2 separate regions of the Mus musculus genome follow, and region 2 is linked to region 1. Evidence: chromatin contacts called from public Hi-C data. All regions are on one chromosome and are shown on one strand. The core of a region is the stretch at or near the end of the contact, and the rest is flanking DNA. Distances in the headings are between cores, read along the strand shown. Region 1 overlaps Arhgap44 (Rho GTPase activating protein 44). Region 2 holds the start of 1700086D15Rik (a long non-coding RNA gene).

Region 1 (4,171 bases), core at 1,144-3,643:
TCTGCTGGGCTGAGGGAAACAGAGTTAAAATCCTCCAAGGAACTTCCTTTGTTGTGACGCAAGGGAGGATGACAGCCTTTTGTAGCTAGGAGTCCAGAGGCCCTGGGGCCTCTATGGAGGACAGCATATTCTCAGTGTGGCATGCCCAAGCTGCTCTTGGATGTTTACCTTATGCACAGCTCCTTCATTCTCATTGTTAAAAACTAATGTGATCGAGGCATCAGTCACACACCACTGTGTCTTTCTAAAGGTGACATTTGGGATTGAGTCTACATTCTCATAGCTGTGTACCCATTAATAATATCTGGTTTGGGGGTGTTTTTATCACTGCCCAAAGAAACCCAGTTCCCACTGCAGCCATTCCTCACCACCCCAGCTGAGTCCAGCAGCCCCTAATCCAGCCTCTTGCATGGCGCACTTCCCTGTTCTGGGTATTTCACATAATGGAGTAGAACTGCACTGTGTAGCCTTTTCTGTCTCCTTTCCATTGCCACATTTCCAGGCCTTCCCACATGGCAGAAAGTGTCAAGTCTCCATTCTTTTTTATGCATTAGTAACATTCTAAATACACTCATTCACTCCAAGGGCATCTGCGTGGTCTCAGCTGTAAGAATACCACAAATAATGCCTCTCCGGATGTCTGTTTAGCACCTTGTGCGTGGGAGTATTTCTCTTGGGTGTGTTCCTACCAGTGGGATTGCTGGGTCTCATTGGAGCTTTCCAAGAAGGCTGAGTCAGTGTTCATAAGGCCCCGGTCTGTGGATATCCACAGACGCTTTGTTATACAGTGAGTATGAGAGGTAATAGGGTATGGTGAGAGACACCCCTTGGGCATCCTGTACCTGAGGCACAAGGACAGATGGTTTCTTACTGGTTGTTCACTGGAGTAGATGTGAGCATCTAAGTGGGTGAGTTCTGGGTCTGTCTGCTTTGGGGAAGAGAATGAGTCTCCTTGCCAAGAACGCGCTACGGGAGAGAAGTTTCTATTCGGTCCTGCGAGACAGTGGCTAGTGTTAAGCCCCAGTTAAACCTGACTCTTCTCATTGCCTTTCAGATACTTGATCAAATTTTTATCGAAACTGTCTGAATATCAGGATGTAAACAAGATGACTCCCAGTAACATGGCAATTGTCCTGGGACCCAATCTCCTTTGGCCACAGTCAGAGGGGTGAGTACAGGAAGGAGAGGCCCCCTAGGGTGCCAGGCATGGGCTGTAGGGCAGGAGACCTGGGCCCTGAGTCATCTCTGTAGCAGTGAGTTTGGACTACACTGCTTTGCTTCCCAGCGGGGTTGCAAGCTCACACTCGCCCAGGAGCTGGATTCTCCAATGGAAGACACACAGATACACACAAACACACACCAGTTCATTTTAAAATGTCGTGGCTACCTCAAAGGCTGGACACTCCTAAACCTTCCCTGGCTACCCCAGGTCCAGTTGGAGAAGTGGCCAGTGGCCACTCACCCAAATTCTGACATGGCCGGTTGGCCTTCTCTCCTGAAGCTCCTATGTCCTGTCCTTCTCCCCAAAGTCATGGCGATTCTCTATCTCCTTTTTCCTAGTTCCTAGCCTGTGCAAATATAAAGGTCGTGCCTCATCTCCCTTTGTCCAACCATTGGCCCCTGCCATCTTTATTGATCAAAAGCCAATTGGAGAGAAGAACCTTCAGTGTTTGGACACACAGATTCCCTATTAAATCAAAGCATTAAAACCCATCTCTAACACATCTTAGCCTGTTCCTTTCTCTTGGCGCCAGGAGGAGGAACATAATTCTATGGATCTTCCTCACTGACAGGCTCAGAGCAATGGGTCTGAGTGTGGTCTTCTGTGACTAACCTAAATTAGTATGGAGCATGACAGAGGAGGGCAAGGGACAGAAGAGAGCATTTTGCAAGAAGTCCAGGCATCTAGACTTGAAAGGGTGGAGACTTGTCTGCAAGAGGCAGCAGTGTTTTAAAGCAGACAAGCTACCCTGTGCTGAAGAAGCACTTACGGGTATTTGGTAGTCACCAGGAGTGATGCTGTCCACAAAGCTTCTGGAAAGCAGCTGAAGACCTGGGCCTGCAGAATTCCAGTGCCCAGAGGACTATGCAGCTGTCCCCCTGCCTCCGCTGCTAACCCCACTGCTCTGCTCCGTTTACAGGAACATCACCGAGATGATGACCACAGTTTCCCTGCAGATCGTTGGCATCATCGAGCCCATTATCCAGCACGCAGACTGGTTCTTCCCTGGAGGTAATGTTTCAGCATTCACATCTAAGGGGCAGAGGGGCAGACGTGGGGACAAGAAGTGCACTGTGAGCTTGACGCCTGGGAAGCCAGGGGTGTGCACCCAGGCTTTGGATGGCTTTCTTCACACTCCGCCCGCACACACTTACCCACAGATGCAGCTGGCACTGGAGTAAAGCCTCGGCTGCTCCCTTCTCTATTCCGACCCGGGAGACATTTCCATCATCCACACATCCGTGCCTGGTACTGAGTAGGTCCGATTCTCCTGACCCAACAGCTACACTGTGGTTTATTCACACCTACACAATGTGGAAACTGGCCCAAAATAGAGTGCTCCTTAGCTCCAAACTCCCCACTTTCCAAATGCAGAGGGTGGCTGAACCTGATGTTACAGTGGAAGGTAGGGAAGGAGTGGGGAGCGCTTCAGTTCAGGGTCCAGCCATCACCTGGATGCCACTGTCTTAAAGGATGTTCTTTGAGCTGCCCCTCAGCACAGAGAAGCAGGGCTTCCAAAGCAGTGACTTGCTTTTTTGTGCCTGGTTTGTAATTAGGCACTTAAGGCAGCTTTTTACTAGGGAATCTACAAGATGTTCTGAGCCACAGAAGCATCCTTGCACGAGTGGTTCCCTGTGGTGATCGTTTTATGGAGACAACAGTTGTAGTCATGGTGGTTAAAACAACAACATGTTGCTCCTGCTCGTCCTGTGTACTGAGTGTTGCGGGTGAGCTTTTAGCTGTCAGTCACCACTAACCCGTGTGAGGACAAAATGCTACTAAAGCCAGGACCCCAGCAGTCAAGACTGACCTGGTTATCTCCCTCTCTTAAAGGCCAATCTGCCCGTCACATAAGTCTCTTTGTTGTCTGGTCAGTATGGAGAGTTGATATCAACAGGTTAGCTGGTATGGACCATGAGGTGACTTTTTTCTAGAGGCAGCACGTGAGCGTCTCTCTGTCTCGGAAGTGTGTGCCCTCACGAGAGATGACAGACACTGATTCTTTTTCCTTGCAGAGATAGAGTTCAACCTCACAGGCAGTTACGGGAGTCCAGTCCACGTGAACCACAATGCCAACTACAGCTCAATGCCCTCCCCAGACATGGACCCTGCTGACCGGCGCCAGCCAGAGCAGGCCCGCCGGCCCCTCAGTGTTGCCACAGACAACATGATGCTGGAGTTTTACAAGAAGGATGGGTATGAGCTAGCGCCCCTTCTATATAGTATATAGTATTGGGAAAACTGATGTAGGGGAGGGTGTATTTAGGAAAACCAGAATCGACAGGAAGGCGGTACTTACTAAGACACTTGAGGTGGCTTGTAGCAATTCATTTGGGACCTCATTCCGGATGCTTTTGTCTGTGTGTGCTGGGACAGGTTTCTTTGGCCTGCTTCCCTTTGGGGCCAGAGGTAAGTAGAGTCTGCTTAGCTTACCTGATTGCCATCAGTATGACTAGTTCTCAGCAAATAAAGAAATGTTGGTCAATGAAGGGAATTTTTTTTTAAAAGTCACAATAATCCTCATTAATTTATTGTTTTATTTATTTCAACATATAGTCTTATATTAGCCCAGGCTAATCATGCACTGTCTGTATAGGGAATGACATTAAACTTATAATCCTCCTGTCTCCATCTCCCAAATACAGGTATTCTAGGTGTGTATCCATATACCTGGTTATAGGCAGTGCTGGGGATTGAACTCAGAGCTTTGTGAATGATAGATTCACCCTCTGGCAGCTGAGCCACACTCCCAGCCCACAAGCTCTTTGTCTTGACTTAGGATTCACCCACGTGTAGCTAGGAGTGTGGCCCAGTGACACAGGTCACACTTTGCGTAGGTGAAGACAAATCTCAGTACTGTAGAATTTCCAAAAGCCCAACATGTATAAAAGTGTGGCCACTCCTGCCTCTTCGTTGGCTTCACTTTCATTGTAGACCTGTTCATCTGCC
Region 2 (4,101 bases), core at 1,526-4,025, 140 kb before region 1:
CCCCAGCTCCCGGGCTAGCGCGGCAGCGGGGCCACGATGAAGAAGCAGTTTAACCGCATGCGCCAGTTGGCCAACCAGACGGTGGGCAGGTAGGTCACCCGCTGGCCGCCCAGGGCCGGCACGCCCGCGGGGCTGCATCTGCCAGGCGCAGGTGATGGAGCTGCCCGGCCTGGAGCTTGTGCGTCCCTCCTGGGTCCGCGCGGGTCGTTGGTGAGACCTTTCCTCTCCCGACCCCTGCTCGCTTCTCGCTCGCCGGTCTAGGCTCAGAGAGTGACGCATCCTCACCTGCGTCCCCAGCTGCCCCTTCACCTCGCCCTCTCTGCCTTTCCTCGGGACTCCCTTTTCCTCTGGTAGCGATTCTTCCTGGAAACAGGTGTTTGCTCTGCTGGAGCTGCTGGCTGCCGAGTCGTTGGCTGCCTCTGGAGATCTCTTCCTCCCTGCGCCCAGTTCAGGGCTGCTTAGGGTCCTGAGGTAGTGTTGGGCCTGGTCGACACCCTCCTTCCCCACTGGAGCCCTGTTTGTTTTCAGGGGCTGTGACTGTATGGGATGCTGGATCACTTTCCTGGCTGTTTTTTCCTCAGCGTTTGGGGGTGGGGAAAGGATGGCGAGAAGGGGGAAGGTGCTGGCTGATGTAGGCTCGGTCCCAAGACTGATTTCAGTGGAGGGAGGGAGGGAGGCTGCGAAAGTGAGGTTCAACTCCCTTGGAAGATGAGAGGAGGATCAGAGAGAGGAGGATCAGAGGCTCTCAGCCAGGTAGGGGATGGGACAGTCTCTCCTCCCTCCCAGTCCAGAACAGCTTGGCCCCAGGAATCTGCAGGACCCAGACTGCTCTCATCTTGGTGAACATGGACTAGATCTGGGCCAGTGTCTCCAGGAGCGGATCTGTGGGGTGCCAAGATCTATTAAGGTTACATAAGGATTCTTAGTGGGTCCCGTCCAAAGCTAGACATTCTTGAAACACAGGCTTGTTAGATAGAGGGGGATTTTTCATGGAATCTGTGTGCCCAGGGCCGGATTTCTGTGTGGTTGTTAAAGGAATTTAGGTGTGCAGTTTAAAGTAAGCAGAAAGGGAAGAACCAAGCCTTGGGTGCAATTCAAGTGCAGGCTCCACACATAGAGTGCTCTCGGCCAGGTTTGTTGAGAAACCAAATACCTTTCTTGGGTGGGAAATGGAGCTTGAGCTGGCACCTGGTAGGGTGGGGGTGGGGACTTCCCTGGAGAATAGAGGACATGAGGGAAGCATACTGCCCTAGTTACAGTGGGCATTTGAGGGCAGGGGATGTGATGGCTTCTCATGCTTTCAGGAACTCCAGATGGTTTCCAAGTAACCTAAGCGTTTCCAAGCTTCTAAACTAGACTTGGATTCATTTTCCCTTCCCAAACACATGTGCTTTAACATGAGGGGGGAATTTATGAATAGCAGAGTCAGATTAGCCCAGATTTTTGGCACGGTATTGCCACAAATATAGCCTCACGTGGACTGTCTTTGGTATGTTGGATGCTGAGATAGTGCTTTCCTGGTACTGGGGGGTGTAGCTGTTGGTTGTCAAGCTGACCATTCTTTACTGTCTTGGCTTCTGGATCACACTCCCTGGGCTCTGGCATACATGATGGCAGTAGACATCCCAGGGGTGGGCCCCTCACTCTGACCACAGGTTGCTGTTTCTCATGGAGTATTCTCAGTCCACTTAGTAGCCTGGTGTTCTCTTGGAGTGTTAGAGATTGGTGCTCGGATATAGATGTCTCAGGGAAGGCATTCGTGTTGCTTCCAGACACCTGGCTCCTATCTTCCTTCAGGACTTGTTTTTAAGTTGTGAGATTTTTGAGGCATGGGCATAGGAACTATATTTTTCACTGTCATTCGTGGAGGAAATGAAAAATAGGCAAAAGCAGACTGAATTATTATTATTATTATTATTATTATTATTGTAAAAAGTAGTCTTATGTATTCAAAGAACATTCTTAGAAGTACAAATCCAGGGGCTGCACCCTGCTATGCCAGAGCTGCTGAGCGCTTAGGTGGATGACCAACATGTACAAAGTTGAGGCCTGACTTGTGTCTGTTTTGGTGAAGTTTAGAGTAAACTGTTGAAGCAAAAATTAGTTTAGGATACTCTACTGCTTCAACACTTCCAGTGCCATCATTTTGCTTAGCAGCCCCAGCATTTCAGTAGCCACATCCCTCTGGACCCCCCTTTGTCTCAGCATGCTCATTTTGTCTTCCTGTCTCCCTGTCCCTGAACTCCTGTGCTTCGGACACATGAAGCCCAGCTCCACTTTAGAGATTTGTTCTTGCTGACCACCAATTTTTACTACCTGGTTGAGGATGTGGTCTTCCCAAATTGCTTTCTCATCAATCAGCACTTGGCTCTCAGGCTCAGATAAAACCCCTGCTCCCTCACTCTTACCCATCATTCTTTTCATTTTTGTCCACTACTCCCCACAGTTTGAAAGCTTGTACCTTTTTGATTTTTGCCCGTCTGTCTCCAGTAGAATGTATTGATCACCCTCGCATGCCAAGGGCACAGAGCAGTGCCTTGTAGACGGTTGGTGCTCGGTCAATATTTATTGCCAAGATGAAATGGTTTACTTCTGGCCAGTGATGGGAATGAAAGGAGGTAGCGTGGGGGTTCTTCTTCCTATTGAGAATGTTGAGAGACTCAACCTGTGCATTGGGAAAGGGGCCATGATTTGCTTCTTAGTATCTCCACTCACTAGCAGCTCATAGTGCTGGAAGTCTGGATGGTAGGTGTGATGTCATAAAGTGCTTTGTAGAGAGGCCTTAGTGACCTCTTTCCGGTAGAGAGGTGAGCTTGAGAGCTGCTCTTCTCCACCACTCCCCACCTAGCTCACTTTCTGTAACTCACAGGTTTTGGGATTATTACAAATGAAAAACTTCTGGGCATTGGCTTATCTTCTCAGAACTGGGCATATCTTAGTAGAAATCAGCAACTTAGCATAGCAACTATAGGAAGAGTCTAGCATGTATGGAGCTCTGGGTTCAGTCCTCAGCACCACATGGTGATACATACCTGTAATCCGCCTGAAGGTAGAATTGGGAAGGCAACATAGTGAGTTCAAAGCCAACCTGGACTACATGAGGTCTTGCTTTGGTCATCTTCACATGTTTCTGCCTTGATTTTCCCATATGTGTTTCTTCACTTCCGACCCTACTCTGGAAAGTTCTCCCTGGCCAGCCTGTGCCTGCTTATCAAGTGATTATCAAGTGGGACACATTTGCATGGTTGCTTAATGATCTTGTGATTAGCTCTCTGCACATTTTTTTTTATTAGCAAAATGAGAACAGTGATGGTTGCCCCTTGGAGATATAGACATTGTAATGATGGTGGAGTTACCCCAGAAAAATGGCTAAGAGTAGCTTTAGGATCTTTGGGCCAGCATTCTAACTCTTTTTGGATGGCATGTTGTGCTCAGTTATTCAGTGTAAAATCACTGGCTGTCTCCTCTGGGCCACACACTATTCCGATCTGGGAATATTACAGTGCCGTGATCTGGGAATATTACAATGCCTTGATCTGGGAATATTACAGTGCCTTGATCTGGGAATATTACAGTGCCGGGCAAACTGAAGTTCTGTTCATTGGAGCCTGAATTCTAAGAGTGTGCTGCGCTTTTGATGGTTCATTTGTTGTGTGATCTTTAACTTGCCGATCATCTTCCCAGCTCGATTTGTAAGCTCCTTTGGAGGCAGAGACAGTGTGGCATGCAGAGGGTTCTCTGAAATTCCTGGGCAACTGGATCAAAAGATGTATGCATTGTAAGCAGAGGACTCAAGGAGAGTAGTTCAAAGACGCAGGGAGAGCACCTGCTGCTGCCTTTTTGGAGGAGCGAAGGGCGGCAGCAGCTGCTGGGTTGTGGACTGGAAGGAGGGCTCAGCCTCATGCATGCCGCCATTTGCTGCTTGTTGTTGTTGTTGTTGAAACTTAGAGTCTACTTGGGGTTCTACCCATCCTGAGAGCCTGTTCTTCTTGGAAGTGATATCTGGCTTGTCCTGGGTGAAACACAGAGCTGAGCGGAAACTTTAGCACAGGGCGAAAGAGAAGATACAAGAACCGGAAGTCAGCCCCTGAAGAGAAGATA

What was found. Hi-C and Micro-C count contacts between places; a contact is called where the count stands out from the background.
Region 2: a contact with region 1 is called in a Hi-C map of cerebral cortex, with 2.2 times the contacts expected there. The contact joins the promoter of 1700086D15Rik here to the enhancer-like site in region 1. A contact is called at or near these places in 3 of 484 Hi-C or Micro-C datasets (cerebral cortex, nephron progenitors and olfactory sensory neurons) and 2 of 9 other capture datasets (adipose tissue and pancreatic islet).

The regions. Positions count from the first base shown.
Region 1 is chr11:65,021,188-65,025,358 of GRCm38.p6, reverse strand. Arhgap44 (Rho GTPase activating protein 44) reads left to right here. Exons shown (of 20, transcript NM_001099288.1): 14 at 1,055-1,168; 15 at 2,142-2,233; 16 at 3,238-3,418. Among named protein-coding and RNA genes, the nearest start is that of Elac2, 44 kb to the right of the region's middle. Within about 2 kb of position 2,393, at least 4 of the 459 cell types and tissues checked have an H3K27ac peak or open chromatin away from gene starts, as enhancers often do. A contact at or near this core is called in cerebral cortex, where this site is marked.
Region 2 is chr11:65,158,574-65,162,674 of GRCm38.p6, reverse strand. 1700086D15Rik (a long non-coding RNA gene) reads left to right here and starts at 2,775. Exons shown (of 2, transcript XR_003949567.1): 1 at 2,775-2,807. It overlaps Arhgap44 (Rho GTPase activating protein 44), which reads left to right. Exons shown (of 20, transcript NM_001099288.1): 1 at 1-89. The coding sequence starts at 37. LOC115487730 (a long non-coding RNA gene) reads right to left here and starts at 2,795. Exons shown (of 3, transcript XR_003949568.1): 1 at 2,462-2,795; 2 at 286-1,854.